Linked DNA regions of Mus musculus: region 1 is linked to region 2. The links are chromatin contacts, called in public HiChIP or PLAC-seq maps. All regions are on one chromosome and are shown on one strand. The core of a region is the stretch at or near the end of the contact, and the rest is flanking DNA. Distances in the headings are between cores, read along the strand shown.

Region 1 (3,594 bases), core at 905-3,404, 110 kb after region 2:
AAGAATAGGTTTCATATTTGCCACAATCTTCTCTTTTTAAAAATAAAAAGTTTATATTCTATACTTAGGATATAAAATAATAAAAATTTCCTGTACTTTATAAAGGAATCTCCCATATTTCCAGAGTAGCAGCTGCCCCATTGCTTCACACTAATAGTGATTGATCATTTTATCAGAGTGGAGCCTACAAGAGGAAAACCTAAGCAACTGGGGAAGCAAGGCAAGGTAGTTACCCGGCAGGGGTGTTCATTAGGGAAGAAATGTTTTGGAAAGCTGTCTGGATGGGGCTATTGGAAGGTATGAAGAGAAATGCTTTCTAGGAGCCTGGAAAGATAAGTGTTAAGAATGTTTGGTGCTCTTGAGGAGGAAATGGGTTCAGTTCCTAGCACCCAAATGGTGAATTGTAATTGTCTGCAGTCTGAGACTCAGGGAATCCAAAGATCTCTGCCTCACCAAACACCAGGCAATAGGTAACACATACACATAAATGCAGGCAAATATGCATATACACAAAATAAAAAACAAATACATCTTTTAAAAAAGAACACCCTCCCACCCTTTGGCTATATCTGTAAACATCTTTTGTCACTTTTGGAAAGGGAGATGTGCCTGGAATCTAAGGGACAGAAACTATTTTGTCAAACACATTATCATGCACAGAACAGTCCTCACAACAAGAGTAAGCTAGCTTTATGTCAACATTTCCAAAAAGGGGGTGGGGTGGGGGAACCACTTTTTAAAAAAGGAACTAGAGTACTTGTTACCTAATGTCTTATGCATTAAAAAAAAAAAAGGTAGAAAGGAATGTCAACACTCACTAACCTTTTGTGTGTGGCTAACAGTGTCTAGGAATTCTGGAGACAGTCCACTTGCAGTTCACAAATTCTCACTTCTTTGTGAAGATGAACTAAGCAGACAGTTCAGTTACATATATTTGGAAGTTGTCCGTCTGTACTCAAAGTCCACTGAGGTATGTTTGACAGAAGGAAAGAGGTCTTTAGTGGTATGTAAAAAAGTCCTGTCCTTGGCTCTGCCTTACTAACACCAATAAACAACGTTAAGTACTTAATAAAATGTCAGTAAGATTTGAATTTGATGATCCAGGAAGAGAAGGATTTCGCCCTCCCCCCACCCCCCAAAAAAAGTTGTGCTTACTTCAGAGGGCATAGTATTCCTTGGGGACACTAACAACCCATAAGAGGAAAAAGGTAGGTAGGAGCCTGGGTATATTGGGAATGGTGCTTAAAAACCACGGTGGGAGGAAATAAAGACATGATTAATTGCATATACGAAGGCACAGAGGGACAGTTGTCTACGACATGTGCCCCTGAGAAAACTCAACAGGCTGAAGCAATGGATTTAGGTCCAGCAGAAGAGGTTTCTACATAGAACATATTTCTGTTTGCTCCAAATCCAGTTCCTCGCGCACACTTTCATAGCACTTTCCGTGCCCACCCTTCCCAGATGGTGGCATAGGTGTGTCCTGACAGCATGGACTCGCGCTGGGACTAGCCTAAGTAACTCCCAATCCTCTCCGGAGAATTCTGTGACAACTGTGGCCTTTGACATCCTTCCTGGTTTTCAGAAAGGAGTCGTCTGTGGAATCAGGGAATTGTGTGGAACTTTATACACAACCAGGTGTTGGCGTCACGGTTGTTTTGAGCATTAGCATTTTTGATGTGCCTGACAGGACAACAGGGGTCTCTTCCAAGGGAATCGGATTTTTCTCAGGAGATGACCGCTTCCCAGGCCCCGTCGAGCCTTAGCGGCTTCCGAGTCCGTCTCAGGGAAGCACGGCGACCCCACACAGAGGCGAGGAGGTGGGCTGAGGCAGCGAAGCGACTCAGCGGTTAGAACGAACGCTTCGCAGTTCGAGGCGGGTGAGTGCGCGCGGCCGAGCCCCCGGGAGGCGGGGGGGGGGAAGAGCGGACCAATCAGCGGGCCCTCTCCCCACGCGCGCTCAGGATTGGACGATCCGTTCCAGCCTCTCTCCGGGCCGTGGGCGGGCCGCGCCAGGAACGGCCTGGGATAGGCGCGCCCGCTGCGCCAGCGTCCCAGGGGCGCGTGCGCGGTCTCGCGTCAGCCGCGGGGGCCGGTCTCGCGCGGCCTCGAGGAGGAGTTGCTGGCGACGGCGGCGACGGAGGAGGCTGGCGGTGAGGAGGGGGCGGGGACTGGAGACTCCGAGGTGGGAGGAATCGGGAGTTTCTGGATTCTTTATCCAGTGTTTTGAGGGCCGCCAGACGGAGGGCTGTTGCTTGGGCTGCGTTGAGGAGCGAGGGAGGGAGAGAGGATCGGCGGCCGCCGGGGCTTGGAGGTAAGGGGCGGACCCGCAGCGCCCGGGCTGTGGCGATCTTAATCAACAGGTTCCCGGGAGCGCGGCGGGGGAGGGGCGGCGGGGCTCGCACCCCCTCCCAGACCCGCCGCACCGCCAGGGTTCCCTGGGGAGAGCCCCAGGCTGAGCCGGGCGCCGCGGTGGCAGCCCAACCTTTGTCCCTCGGAGGGACGCTCCCCGCGCGATGCCGGTTGGTTCCCTGGGCCGGGGGGTGGGGGTGGGGGGGACGCACCTTGGCGCGGTGGCGGGCCACCCCGCCGGACTTGCCGGGGGCACGGCAGGGAGTCGTCTCGCTGCGCCCAGGCCCGGAGTTCGCGAGTCTCTGGGACTCTTCCCTCACCCCACCCCTGGCCGGATCGGGGAACCAGCCTGGGAAACACTTTCCCGTGGAAGACGGAATGCAGCCAGCGTTCCGGTGCCTGAGTCAGCCCCTGGTGTTCTGCTACTCATTGCGTTCTGCGGATAAACAGTTCCTGCTTCCTTGTGACCACTGCTAAAGAGTAGTGCGTTCTCAGAACTTAGACGGAGATTGTCCGGTGAACTTTGAAGCCTGTAAATGCTTGGTAGAGCTACTTTCAATGAATGCCGCTCGGAACGATCCTTATTGTAAATTACGTAACTGACTAAGGATAGCTCTCTCCTTCTGTCCAGCTGACTGACACACAGTAATGTGTGTGGAATTTAGATTCGGCCGAAAAGTTTTCCATGACACTTTACTCTAAAATGAATGCAGCACCTACGAGGGTTTTTACTTAGTGTGTTGTGTCTAATTTAGAGTTTCAAGAGTTTAAATTCTGAAAGCCAGTGTAGCAAGAATTCTAAAGTTTTGATTTAGCGGATAAGGTGGAAGGTATTTCTGGTTTTAATAAGGCACTGTAATGTTTTAATGATACTATTCTAATTATCCTTTTAAATTATGCCAGAAATTAATAACTTGTTAACTTTTGCAACAGTAACAAATTATGTGGTGTGCTGGTGTCTTTGAAGTATAGGTATTGGTGGGAATGAACACTATCCTTTCTTGACGAGCTGTTTCTATAGTATTTCTGTGGACACGATTTCTTGTTTTAAAGATCATTCTAAACTGTAATAGCAGGCTTACATTAAAATTTAAAGAGCTTTATAAGTAAAAAAGACAAAGATATCAAAAGAGATTCATAATCTTTTTTTTTGGGGGGGGGGCGTCGAGAAAGGGTTTCTCTGTATAGCCCTGGCTGTCCTGGAACTCACTTTGTAGACCAGGCTGGCCTCGAACTCAGAAA
Region 2 (3,539 bases), core at 647-3,146:
CTTCCTTAATGATGAGTGCTTTAGAAAGGCTCTGATCTCAGTTCACAAGGTATGTTCTACTAACATTATTAACCCATCCTAGATGGGAAATGGTCGCAGGCCAAATCTTGAACATTAATATTATATGGGTAGCTTCTTAAATTTCTTCTTTCCTGAGATTATTTGATGTGTCTTTAAACTTCATTCCTTTTAAAAATTCTTACTCATATGTTCACCTGGCTGTTTAAAGAAGCTGACGATCACTATGCATGTCACCTAGTCAGAGGCCACCTCCTAGAACGAAAGTGGGAAGAGCTTCACAGCAGGAGAAAGATATCTAGTTCTTTGAATTTGGACCTAATCAGTAATCTGTCTTTTAATATAAATTTTAAGCACCTAAAACCAGGACATAGCTACAACTTTAAAGAACACACACACACACACTTCCGAGAGGAGGTAGGATGGACTTAAGAGTTTAAAACCACAAGGATAAAATAAGCAAGAAACAAACTCAGCATAAAACGTCTTAGTTCCCACCAAACAGTGGTGCTGGCCCTGCCTTCAATTACATTTATGAACTCTTTATGACATGGAAGGGTAAGGGAGCTTTTTAGTTATTATTCATATTATTATATATCCTAGCCCTAAATTGCACTGTTCTGACCCATAATTCTATGTATTTTTACTTCTATTCTTCACTTTCCATGTTGGTTTGGTTTGATATTTTCCATGGGGTATGTAATGTGCATGCATGCATGTGTGTACATGCGTGTTATGTAGCACAGACAAACTTCTAATTACCAAGGGTCTTGGCCACTACAGCCAGGTTTGTTTTGGGTTTTTTTGTTGGTTTGTTTGGTTGGTTTGGTTTGGTTTGGGAAGAATCTTTATTTTTTTTTTCTTGTTTTTTTTTTCTTTTTTCTTTTTTAAGGTACATAGGTATTTGATAGACTGTATTACTGACATTATCTTACTACAAAAGCAAAACACCTTTAAAGTACTCTTGAGTTAGTGTACTAATAGATATAACTTTTTTAAAAAGCAGGTTTGTGGAAAAGGACTGAATTGTCCTTTGTTAAGAGACTTACAGACTCATGAGTGATGAGATCCTGAAGTGGGAGGGCAATTAGAAGAGATAACATCAAGGCCCTTGAGGGACACAGACCTTTCATGCCTTTCAAACTCAGGAAGGAAGGGAATTTCAGGGTGGGAGGATAAAGTTCCATACCATGGTAACCTAGCCTACGTGCCAGAAGTCACAAGGCACTGAAAGTAAAGCTATAATTCAAGGGTGTTTCCAGCTGCAAGAAGGGAGAGTGCAAGAGCACAGCAACTCTCTGCCCCAGAGAGAGCTGAGAGAGTGGGGGAGACTGAGATGGAAGAGGACCCTATGATCTAATACAGCTGTAAAGTTCTTAATTAATGTGTGATAGATGTTTCCTGATGATGTTGTAGTGTTGGTTTTAAATTTAACCTCAAAGCATACTGAACAACAAACTATAAAACCAGGATAGTGGGCAATTCAGAGAAATGTGCCACTTTCTAGTGTATACCCTTTTATTTGGTAGCAATACCTTATATAAAACTGAGAACAGGGTTGTTGTTTGAGTGTTGCTAATATAGGCTTTTTCAGTCTTAGAGTGCTGTATTAAAGGAGCTGAGATGAATGGTTTAGAACTCAGAGGTGGAGTGTGGGAGGAAAGAATGGACTGCTTTTCTAATGAAAATCTGTACTAGGAATTTAGCAAGGGAAACAAGGTACATCACTGTCCAGCAATTGATATTCTGTGTAGGTTGCCTCTTCATTCTTTTTGCTATGCATTCCCTTTTCTAGTGAAAGCAAATATTGTTATACAGAAGGCTCTGTGAGAACCTCTACAAGGAAACAAGTAGTCATGGGAGGAACTCTGGGTGAGAAACAGCTCAGGAATGTTTTCAAGCACCGAGCCAGGCTGAGCTCTGACAGATAAGGGTAGAAAGTGATCCGTAGATTCTTGTCCTCTGAAAAGTCCTGAGTGTGGCTTTTAGTTTCTGTATGATTATACTTTATAGCTCTTGTTCTTATCATTTACCATGGTTTTTTCAGTCAATATAAAACTAGAAGAGTAAGTGTTATAACTGTTTAAACTGATTTAAGCTAAAGTTTACCAGCCATTTGTTTGTTTGTTTGTTTAATGTCTGTGTGGGCATTTTGCCTGCATGTATATCTATCTATACAGCATGTGTGCCTAGTGCTGTGGAGGCCAAAGAGGACATTGGATCCCTAGGGCTGAAGTTATCGGCAGTTGTAAGCTGTCTTGTGGGTGCTAGGAACCAAACCTGGATCCTCTGAAAGAACAGCCAATGCTTTTAACTGTGGGTCCATTTCTGCAGCCTATAACATTTGCCTATGTCTTGTGTACTTTTTGTTTAAAAGAAGAAAGTGAGTTCATAAGTCAGTGAGAATTATAAGAGGAAGGCTTCAAATACCTGAAAGTTAACTGTATTGTTAAGTGTTCTAGAAATAATAAGTCTACATTGAAATATATTCTCTATATTTGCACACACTATAAGGAACACAATGTGTTGGAGTTTCTAGGGATTTGGTTTGTCTCCTTTCTTTCCTTAAAAAAAGGTCTAATTTTGAAACCCAGCAATGTTAATGAATTCCTCTAACATTATAAAGCTAGTTAGTGAAGAGGCAGAAATGGAATCTAAATATCTTTGCTATAATTTTGAAAATGTGATGAAAATATATCAGAAAAGCTTTAGCAACTCTAAGCTTAAATGGTTAGAACAAATTTATAAAGTCCAGAAATTTGAAGAATTAGTAGCATTTGGATAGAAAAAGATGATAGGTTAATCCAAATAGAAAGCATAAATTTTGCAATATTAGGCTAGACTAATTAGAACAAAAGATTGGGGCAGAAAGAATACACATAAATTTGGCACATATTTGGGGTTAGACTTGCCCATACCAGTTGAATTTGAAGCTTTTTTTAAAAAGCAGAAGTGGTATAGTAAGTCATTATTTAGAAAAATAATTTGACTGCAGTGTTTCAGATAGGCTAATGGCTGAAGGAGACTGGACTTAAGAGTGATACAGCTTACTCATTGTTTAGTCAGCAGGAAACATTCATTGTATCTGAACATAAGCTACCTGGTTTTAATGAAAACCCCACTTATGAATCAGCTGAAGTGGGCTAAGACTTCACCTTTCTAACTGTAAAAAGTGATGGTGTGACTGCCCCAAGGTATGGTTGAGGGGAAAGTTTTAATTAGAGAGAGAGAGAGAGAGAGAGAGAGAGAGAGAGAGAGAGAGAGAGAATAGCTAGGGGCATCTTGAAGAGCACAGAGCTGGGAGAGAAAGTAGACTGAACACAACTAACAGACCAGTCTTGGCCATGGCAGACAGGGAGTGAGCAAGAGAAGAGAAACAGCCAAGAAAGGGGGGAGAGGGAGGGAAGAGAAAGGAATAAGAGAGGAAGACAAAAGAGGGAGGAGAAAGTGCATATGAACTAACCAGTTACCCCCCCACCCCACCCCCAAGCTCGTGTCTCTAGCTGCATATGTATCAAAAG

What was found. HiChIP or PLAC-seq counts read pairs in DNA pulled down with a chosen protein or histone mark.
Region 1: an H3K4me3 HiChIP or PLAC-seq map of neural progenitor cells shows a contact between it and region 2, with 31 read pairs. The contact joins the promoter of Mpp5 here to the enhancer-like site in region 2. A contact is called at or near these places in 5 of 39 promoter capture datasets (the 3T3-L1 cell line, 3T3-L1-derived adipocytes, the HPC-7 cell line and 2 more), 1 of 484 Hi-C or Micro-C datasets (pancreatic cancer cells), 3 of 115 datasets of contacts at active chromatin or transcription factors (bone marrow-derived macrophages, forebrain and neural progenitor cells) and 2 of 9 other capture datasets (adipose tissue and liver).

The regions. Positions count from the first base shown.
Region 1 is chr12:78,746,793-78,750,386 of GRCm38.p6, forward strand. It overlaps Mpp5 (membrane protein, palmitoylated 5 (MAGUK p55 subfamily member 5)), which reads left to right and starts at 2,155. Exons shown (of 15, transcript NM_019579.3): 1 at 2,155-2,314.
Region 2 is chr12:78,638,410-78,641,948 of GRCm38.p6, forward strand. All of the region lies in intron 17 of Gphn (gephyrin), which reads left to right. Among named protein-coding and RNA genes, the nearest start is that of Fam71d, 51 kb to the right of the region's middle. Within about 2 kb of position 1,897, at least 48 of the 459 cell types and tissues checked have an H3K27ac peak or open chromatin away from gene starts, as enhancers often do. A contact at or near this core is called in neural progenitor cells and pancreatic cancer cells, where this site is marked.